2 separate regions of the Mus musculus genome follow, and region 2 is linked to region 1. The links are chromatin contacts, called in public promoter capture Hi-C maps. All regions are on one chromosome and are shown on one strand. The core of a region is the stretch at or near the end of the contact, and the rest is flanking DNA. Distances in the headings are between cores, read along the strand shown.

Evidence for each region. Promoter capture Hi-C pulls out the DNA fragments that hold promoters and counts their contacts.
Region 2: a contact with region 1 is called in a promoter capture Hi-C map of pre-B cells. The contact joins the promoter of Aco1 here to the promoter of Ripk2 in region 1. A contact is called at or near these places in 1 of 39 promoter capture datasets (pre-B cells) and 2 of 484 Hi-C or Micro-C datasets (CD4 T cells and CD8 T cells).

What each region holds. Positions count from the first base shown.
Region 1 is chr4:16,160,957-16,165,693 of GRCm38.p6, reverse strand. It overlaps Ripk2 (receptor (TNFRSF)-interacting serine-threonine kinase 2), which reads left to right and starts at 2,051. Exons shown (of 11, transcript NM_138952.4): 1 at 2,051-2,470. The coding sequence starts at 2,298. It overlaps A530072M11Rik (RIKEN cDNA gene A530072M11), which reads right to left and starts at 1,584. Exons shown (of 7, transcript NR_045765.2): 1 at 1,503-1,584.
Region 2 is chr4:40,140,942-40,145,678 of GRCm38.p6, reverse strand. Aco1 (aconitase 1) reads right to left here and starts at 2,414. Exons shown (of 21, transcript NM_007386.2): 1 at 2,138-2,414.

The DNA of each region.
Region 1 (4,737 bases), core at 802-3,301:
CAGGGGAAAGCAGATTTCAGTTTCTATCTCCTTCCCACTTATGATCGGTATATCCACTTGTGAGTGTCTGTGTGCATTCATGCATGTGTGTGTGTGTGTGTGTGTGTATGTGTGCATGTGTTGCACACATACTTTACTATTAACAGAACTTGATTGCTTGCTGTTGCTGTGATTTTTTTTTTCTGTCTTTTAATTCTTTAATTGTTGGGAAAAACTGAACTCAGTCCATGACCCTGGATGGTAACATAAGCGGGTACCAATACCACTGCACTTGACTTGGAACTGTGCTGGTTTTGAAAAAGTGCCTTCTTTTGCAAAAGTGTGTATCTTATTTCTAAATGAGATATGAATGTCTTAAAGCTGCTATTTCCTAGACTAATGTAATAAGGCATAAATAAACTTTATTCTTAATAACATTCAGGTATAATTTTGTAGGACTTTGAATAAATGAATTCAAAGTATAGATGTGATGTTTATTTTTGAGGCTAATTTGTCTATTTTGTCTAAGTTTTTCTCCAGTACATTTACTTCAATGTTAATGTCTTAAGATTTCTATCATTAATTGATTATGAAAATTAAATGTATATACTTACAAAATCCCTATATGTGTGTATATATACATACATACATACAGCATGTATACGTATATATATTCTTAGTTGAGATATATACACATTATATTGTAAGTACATATTTTTATATTTTTGTATTTTGTTTATGTGTATGTGTGTTGCCTGCAGAAGCCAGAAGTGTTGGTCAGATTCCCTGGAGCTGGAGAGCAGGCAGCTGTGAGCTACTAGATTCGAGTACTGATAACAAACCTCAGATCCTCTGGAAGAACAAGCCCTCTTAACGGCTTACCCATGACTCCAGCCCAAGAAAACATAATCTTAGAATGTAGACTTGTAAAAAACTATTAAGAACTAGAGTATAGGGAAGGAAATGTCGGTGTTATATATATTACACTAATAATATAAGGGACAATTACAGATTGTAGTATCCTGGTGCGTGTAGGATCGTGGAACTATATCGCTCACAAATATGAGATATTTGCGCCAAACATCGTACTGAACAGTTATCTAAGTAGAAAGGTGTTTACAGTAAAAAGATGAAATAGTGCTGGATTTTGGTTGTTTGGTTTTGTTTGTTTTTGCCTTTGTTTTTCTTTTTGGATGGAAGACTTCCCAAACACAAGAAATGGTTTTATATTTCTATTTGTGAGTAGGCTTTGAGGAATAAAAGAAGAAACCGTTTCCTGGTAAGGGAGCAAGTCATATAAGCTAAACACCTCAATTTGTCACACTGACAGCGCTAGCCTCTCTACCTCACTTCTCACAAGTGGCAGCCACTGAGTAAAGACTGGAGTGGAAGCAACCAGATGGTTTACAGCTCAGGAAGTGGGGCACCAGGCTCCCCAGCAGTAGTCACCCCACACCCTATCACGTCCAGGGTTTGGAGTCTAAGGAAGACACTCGGGCCAAAGGAAAATCCAGCCGACCCACCTGACACCAGACTGGAGAACTCCGGAGGGATTTTCCCCGGAGGAAATCTTTTCCAAGCCTCAGCGATGTCCACCCGGCTTGTGGGGGGAGGGAGGCCTCTGAGACACGCCCATGATCTGCAGAGGGAGGAGCCGGCAGAGGGAGGAGCCCGCAGAGAGGGGAGCTTGCAGAGGGAGGAGCCGGCAGAGGGAGGAGCCCGCAAAGATGGGAGATTACAGAGGGAGGGGCCGGCGGAAGGAGGAGCCAGAGGACAGAAGAGCGGGCGGAGGAGGAGCCGGCGGAGGGAGGAGCTGGGGGAGGGCGGAGCCGACGGAGGGAGGAGCTGGCAGAAGGAGGAGCCGGCGGAGGGCGGAGCCGGCGGAGGGAGGAGCTGGCAGAGGGAGGAGCCGGCGGAGGGAGGAGCTGGCAGAGGGAGGAGCTCACAGAGAGAGGAGATTGCAGAGGGAGGAGCCGGCAGAGGGAGGAGACCGCGGAGGGAGGAGCCGGCGGAGGGAGGAGCCGGCGGAGGGAGGAGCCGGCGGAGGGAGGAGCCGGCGGAGGGAGAAGCCAGGGGTAGGAGGCAGGGGCTGAGGAGTTGGTGAAGGTAGGAGCCCGCCCAGGGAGGGCCGGCGGAGGGAGGAGCCCGCCGAGTCCAGGAGGAGGGAGGAGGACGGTCCACCCCGGCGCGGCCGCAGACCCGACGGGCTCCCTGGCACAGCTGACCGGGCCGGAACTGCAGCGGCCACGCGGGAATGGGCCGCCCCGGGACCTAGCGCCGCGGCCAGGGTCGGGCGGAGCCGCCGCGCAGCCGGAGCCATGAACGGGGACGCCATCTGCAGCGCGCTACCCCCCATCCCGTACCACAAGCTCGCCGACCTGCACTACCTCAGCCGGGGCGCCTCTGGCACGGTCTCGTCGGCACGACACGCAGACTGGCGCGTGCGGGTGGCAGTGAAGCACCTACACATCCACACGCCGCTGCTCGACAGGTAGGGCGCCGGCGCGGGGCCCCACACAGACGCGGGCTGGGTGGTCCACAGACCGGCCGCACTATGGCGATGCGCCGGCTCCGCCGCGGCGAGTCCTTAAGTCCTTGGGCTAACCTGATCCAAGGGAGAAACCATCCTGGACGTGCGTCAGACTTTGCAACTCGCCCTGCCTCTCCTCCCACCCGAGGTGTTCCCACTCTCCAAAAACCTGCAATCACGGCCACCTCTAAAACCCTGTTTATTGAACCCGACGTGTGTTGGTACAGTGCTTGTGGGCTTTGCTTTGTTTTAGCTAGCTGTTAGCGGTAAGAGCTGTGGAACTCTAAAAACTGCTCTTGGAAATGAAGTACGCAGTGACTGCAAAATACACACCGGAGTTTGAGCATTTAGCACTAAAAAGAAAAATAATAATACTATACCGGTGTTTTTATATTGATTAAACGTCAAAATATTTTTCTAGGGTTTTATGTGTGTTTCACTCCTGCTCCTGAGCCTGCATATTATGGCTTGGTTTGGTTTGATTTGGTTGGTTTTGTTTTCTTTGTGGTTTATTACGTGCCCTCATGAAGTTCAGTTATCAAATTCTACATTACCAGTTGTTATTCGAGCTCTTGCCTTGGAAGTCCCCAAAGGAAGTGTGCAATGTTTTTTGTAACAGTAAAATGAATCAAAAGCTATTAAATGGTCAAAATTTGTGAAGAATAAAAGTTTTGACCATCCCTTGCCCTGGTATTATTTGTGTCCAGCTCCCACATATTCAGAAGAAAGAAAAAAAAAAAGCGTTGGTTTCTGTTTCTAGGAAAACATTACAACTAAATACCATAGATCTGTGGCTGTATGTGTTAGTCAATGGATCTAGTCAGAACTCTTGTGTGTTTCACTTCCATCAGAAATTGAACTAGACCTTCATTCAGTTCTTAGTGCACTTGCTAACCTTGGTGGCTACAGGCCTCTTCTCCTGCTGGATCTAGTGTGAAAATACAGAGATCATAGCGGCCCTATTGGTCAGAGGCTGTTAACCCTGGGTATCAGGTCAGATACAGCATCAGATAACTAACTCTCTTGCTTCAGCCCTGGTAGAATGTTGGACTTTCATCTGCCTGGAGGCGCCCTCCCTCCCTCCAAGGGCTAGATCACAGTGTATGTGGAGCCAGTGCTGTGTGTGTGTGTGTGTGTGTGTGTGTGTGTGTGTGTGTGTGTTCACGTGTTCGAGCACGTGCGCCTAAGTAGTCAACTTTAAAGGGAGGTTGGTTAGTACCAAGCAAACGAATGGTCTATGGAAATGTAGCACTAATAGACCACTAGGTAGACTAAAGCTAGTTGCTTTCTCACTTTTGATTCTGCTTTTCAAAGCTTCGTTTGTGCCATTTGTAGGCCAAGGGAAAAAGATGGACAGGATGGTATTGCTTTCCCATATTCACCAACCACTTATGGTATAATTTCCTTGCATTGGATAGGGCATTGTCTTTATAAAACCAGCACAATCCCCTACCTTACTGCATTGCATTCTTTTATCTTGCTGTCTAAGATCTTACCATGAGCACAGGCCTAGGCTTATGCAACTGACTCTGAGGGTGTCTTACTTCCTCACCTGTTAAATATGAATAATAAACACTGTATGTATATTTGTTGTGCTCTGGTGTGGATAATGTACCCATTGTTCTTTAAGATTACCTGAAAAGAAAATAAGTCTAGGTGACGTTGCATATTATTTTAATAATTAGTGAGTCACTCTCCATTGCCAGTGAGTGGGACTTCCATAGCAGTCTTCCAGCCTTAATGGACTGATGACTCTGATTGGTTGTTCAAGTACCCTAGAGATGGAGAGCTGTTTCCTATTGACATTTTGAGTTAGGCCATTTTCATGATACAATTATTGAAGCTGTATTTTGCATTTTAAGTTTCTAAAAATCTTTTGCTTTTGTTTTCCCCCTCAATCTTGTTGAATTCTAACCTCACAAACTATCTGATTTGCTTTTCTCATCAAACAATAGAATAGAAAAGCACAGATGTTAGAGTACCAGGGCTACAATTTAAATCTGACTTAAACCCTGTCACTTTGTATTGTTGTCACCAAAGGATCATTCATTTTTTTCTGACTGTAGATGCTCCAATATGTAAACCAGAGAGAATGAAACAAGCTTTAGAGAGTTGATTCAAGGGTTGGACTGTATATAAAATGGCTGGCAGGGAGGAGGAATACATCATACCTTTCTATGTTTGTATGTACATGCATGTGTTTGTATTAGCATACACACATAGGAGAT
Region 2 (4,737 bases), core at 1,165-3,664, about 24 Mb before region 1:
CACAAACACTAGCATAAATCTCTCTCAGGAAACCATGGGTGTTTGGGACACCTACTAACCACAGTCTAGTTGGAAAGTCAGAGACACGAAAGTTCTGAGAGATGAAGTAACCTTCACAATGCGAGGCCAAGAACGGACACAGGTTGGGAGGGACTTTCCTATGCAGACTCTAGTGGTCGCATGAGGAGGTATCTGCTCCTAAAAGACAGGAGATTGGAGCAAACAAGACAAACAATGTTGTTTGTCGGGGAAAAGGTAATAAATACCATTTATTTTAATTGTCATCTTTACATGTAGGCCTCTGGTTTCCTTTGCATGTGCTTTTTTTGATGCACACCTTCCTAGCAGGTATTGCTTTCTTACATGACCGTGTTTCATGTACACATACAGGCAGGAAATGATCTCAACTGGACGGTACTTACCTATGCTCTTGACTGTAAATTCCAGACAGGCCCTTCACCTTCTAAAATCATTCATTTCCCAAGGTCCAGAAGAGTTGGAGCTGAGATAAACATCTACTCAAGGATGAATAAGAGAGGCTCCAGTATCAACAATGTGTATAACAAGAACACAAGGGCTCAGATCCCAGCCCCCTTCTCCCGACTGTGGGAGCAACAGCATGAGGACAATCATTTCTAATGTATTACTTAAAGTGCTGAAGCTGCTCAATCAGAACACAATAGCCTCTTTGGGTAGAGGATTAAGAAACTTGTTTGCTTTGAGGTATACATTTTTTGATAATATGTATATAACTTCTATCTCAAATTCCTGTAGACAGCATGAAACAAAGGAAAGACTCTAATGCAGGGTTCCATCTATCACACACAGACACAATGGGCAACTGCTTTCCAGTGGCAGAGGCAGGACCACACACAGAGCTCACCAGGAATGTGGAAGTGGCAGAATTCGGAGACTGGGACACCATACTTCAACAGACCCAAGGCTAGAAACCCCCAACAGAACTGAACACAGGGATAAGGAGGCAAAAACATGCCACCTGGTGTTTTAGACATGACCTCTCAACTGCTTGGTAATCTTACAGCAACCCCTACACATTTGGCATGGTCTAGTCACACCCACCTCCCTGAACTCACAGGTCTGGTGTGCTACATCAGGTTTACACACATCAACTCAGCAGGCACAGAAACAACCAAGGCACACATGAACATCACCCAAAGCCACCACCAACTGTGGGGATCTCGTATTCCGTTGGAAAGTGAGGTCCAGAGTGCTCCTGGGTATCAGAGGTTAACTCCTCCACGGTGCGGAATGGAAGAACCATAAATAAAGTGGCAAACCCAGTGAACTATGCCTCCTAAGCACTGGCTACTTCGGTGGTTCTAAAGTATGCTGCAGAGAAACACAGGCGCAGGTGTTTGGACGGTCAAAACCACTCTTTAAGCAATACAATGTTACATTTTCACCAATATACTTAAAAGTCTTCAGAAGCTACATGACCTGTCATACTGCAACAGGCTGAGTGTCTTCTAAGCAGAGATTTGCAGGAAGGTTAAAGAATGCCATTCTTAATAACAGTGTTTTGGAAACTACAGAATCGGTCTATCTGAATTAAGTATATTAAGTGTCTATACGCTGTATTTATACACTGCAAAAATCAATAGGTACAATCTATATAACAAAGGTTCTTTAGGCGCGCTGCCGGTCCTAAATGCAAAAGTTCGGCAACTTCTGCTGGGAGGCTGTCATGCGTGCTGCAGGGAGATCTGCGGTTCTAGTGCACTGGGCTGGCCAGAGTGGTACAGTCCCGTTCTCCTTGGGTTTCTCAATCAATCACCTTGGACTCTATGCCCTTCCACTGAGGGGGCTCTTACCCTCACCCCGCCTGCCTTCGCCCCGTGCTGGGGACTCCAATCTGCCGGGCACAATCGTTCCTTTCTATCCCGTGGGCTGGGCCTGGCACAATGACACCCCGGCGGTGCGGCCCTCACACCAAGGCGAGAACTCCCGGGGCGCCGAGTAGAGCCACTCCCAGTCCAGAGCGACGCAGGCTGGGGAGCGAGTAGAGAGGTCACCCCAGGAGCCAGCTCCACCGCCTCCCCGCAGCTCTCCCCGTGTCCTCGGGTCTGCACCCGTGGGAAAGGCCTGCACGGACGCCCCGGGGCCGCGTGGTACTCACCGCTCACAGTGCAGTTCCCGGAGCACACAGGCGGGTGCTAGCAATGTCCCAGGCCGACTCCGCGCTCCTCCCACTGAGCGGTCCTCCGGACGCTCCGGCAGCGAGGCGGGACCGGTGGAGAGCGGGCCGGAACCAGCTGCTGCGGGAGAGGGGCGGGGCCCGGGCCTCACTCCGCCCCCCGAGGGGCGGAGCCTGGGCACCTCCTCCCTCTAGAAGCTGCAAGCGATGGCTGAAGCTTGCAGTCTAGTCCGGGTGCGCCCTCCCTTCGGAACCTTCCGATCTTGGCAGATGGGCGGAGTCTAGGGCCTATTCCGCCCCAAGGCCCAGATCTGACTTGAGGTTGCGGCCAAGGGGCAGAGCTTGGGAACACCTCTTCTTTCCAGAGCCTGAAGGCAGACCATACCGAGGGACGAGTCCCAGGCCCCTACATGGCCAGGTTTAGGGGCTGGGCACCGTCCCACCCCTAGAACAAGAGACTCGTGGCCACGGACGGGGGCGGAGCCTAGGACCTGCTCCACCCCTCTGTACCTCCTAGGCCCGAAGGCCCGAAGCTGAAGGCTATTGATCTTCGTGGCTCCTCCCCATAGGCGGGAGAAACTGGGCCCCGAGGCTGCATCTAGCTTTGCTAGTGGCTCAGTCCCAGGAAGTGTAGAGCCGATTTCTAGGCTTTTCCTCTTTTGGAGCGTGGAGAAGGCTGACTGTCCCTCACGAGGGGCAGAGTGTGACATGTAACTGCCTGACTAACGTAGGGAGCCTTAGGATTTCTGTTGCTGCGATGAAACGCCATGACCAAAAAGCAAGCTGAGGAGAAAGGGGTTTATTTGGCTTACACTTCCAATTCACTGGAGGAAGTCAGGACAGGAACACAAGCAGGGCTAGAACCTGGAAGCAAGCACTGATGCAGAGGCCGTGGGGGTGATGCTTAATGCCTTGCTTCCATGCCTTGCTCAGCCTGCTTTATCATAGAACTCAGGACTACCAGCCTAGGTGAGACCACTCACCATGGGCTGGGCCCTCTCCCATTGAGAAAATGGTGAGAAAATGCCTTACAGCTGGATCTCATGGAGGCATTTTCTCAACTGAGACTCCTTCCTCTCTGATGACTAATTTGTGTCAAGTTGGCACACAAAACGCCACCTTTCTTTTAAATGCTGGGTGGTAAGTACGTTTTCTGAGTGCCTCTTCCAGTGTCCCCCACCTCCTCCACCTTGCCCTTCACTTCCTATTCCTACCCCAACTACTGTTTTGTTTTAGATTTCTTCCCGAGGGTTTAGTTGTTTGGGGTTTTTGGTTTGATTTTTGAGTCAGATACTCATGGGCCCCAGGCAGGCTTAGAGCTCATTGTTTGGTGGAACTCCCCAGACCTTGGACTCCCTACATCTACCTTTAAAGTGCCGGGACTGCAGGTTCTGTCCCACCACACCCAGCTCTTATAAAAGGCAGTTTCTCCGTTATTACTAGCTCAAAGCACAGGAAGTATACATCAGGAGCACACTTCAACATGTCTGTAGCTTACACAGAATGCAAACTTTCTATATATAAAACTTGGTTTTAGCCTACAGCAACCCATTAATTACAGCACATGCTGTCCACCGATCTAAAGTCTGAGCTGTGAGACTGAGTGGGGGTTCCGTCCATGCTTAGCAGTTTAGCCTCTCAAGTCAATGTGAATTTGGAAACATGATTGATTAGCTCTAGATGAAAGGATGTAAGGTTTTGCTGCCCAGATCATTTGGAAATTCAGTGTAGGCTTCTACATTGAGTTAACACGAACGAGCATCATATAGGGAGAATGACTAGTAACTAGTATGTCAAGCACTTGGCTAGCGATGGGTTTTGCTGCTCTAGGTTGCTCCCTTAGTGTTGAAGGCCCTGAGTTCCAGGAACTCATCACAGGGTGGATTTGAGTTCCAAGCTGTCCAAGCCTAAGGCTGGTTATTCCAGGTACTCAGGGCAGAGGTGTATTGCTCTTGCTTCCTTCTGCTCTGCAGCAGGTAGAGTTATAACTCCTGATCTTTGGCTGAGACCAAGCTTTACAGTCTCTGCTTTTTGTTCTTCAGAGCCCCTGCCTGTCTTTACACTTTTGCTATTCCTATATAGTCATAGTTTCTTGCATTTTCTTTGGAAACCCTTTAACCACTCCCTAGTGTTATAGTTCAGAGCTCTTGAAGGGCTCGGGAACTCTTAGCTGCCTTCTGTGTTGTTGCTCTGAGCTTTGGCCGTTGGGGTCTCTTAGATCTTGATGACTCTGGAATGCTTCAGCTACCTCATCATTGCCAATGCCAGTGCTGCTGTCTGTGCCATCAGATATGGAAGTCGCATTTTCCTCCATACAACCTGCCTAGCTTGATTAAGACTGTAGACAAAGAGATTATTTGTTAGGTGTTGTGCTAGGCCTAATATTGCAATCCCAGAAGAAGTCTCGAAGATTAAAAAAACAATTAGGGGAAACAGTCTTCTCACATAGCCGGAAGGGGACTATGACATACTTGTGTATGGACTGTAATTCCACCAACCACAGCCCCTGCATGTGCATAGTTCTACCTTACCAATCACAAGTGCTGCATAAACAAACTGACAAGCTTTACTTAAGAACCAAT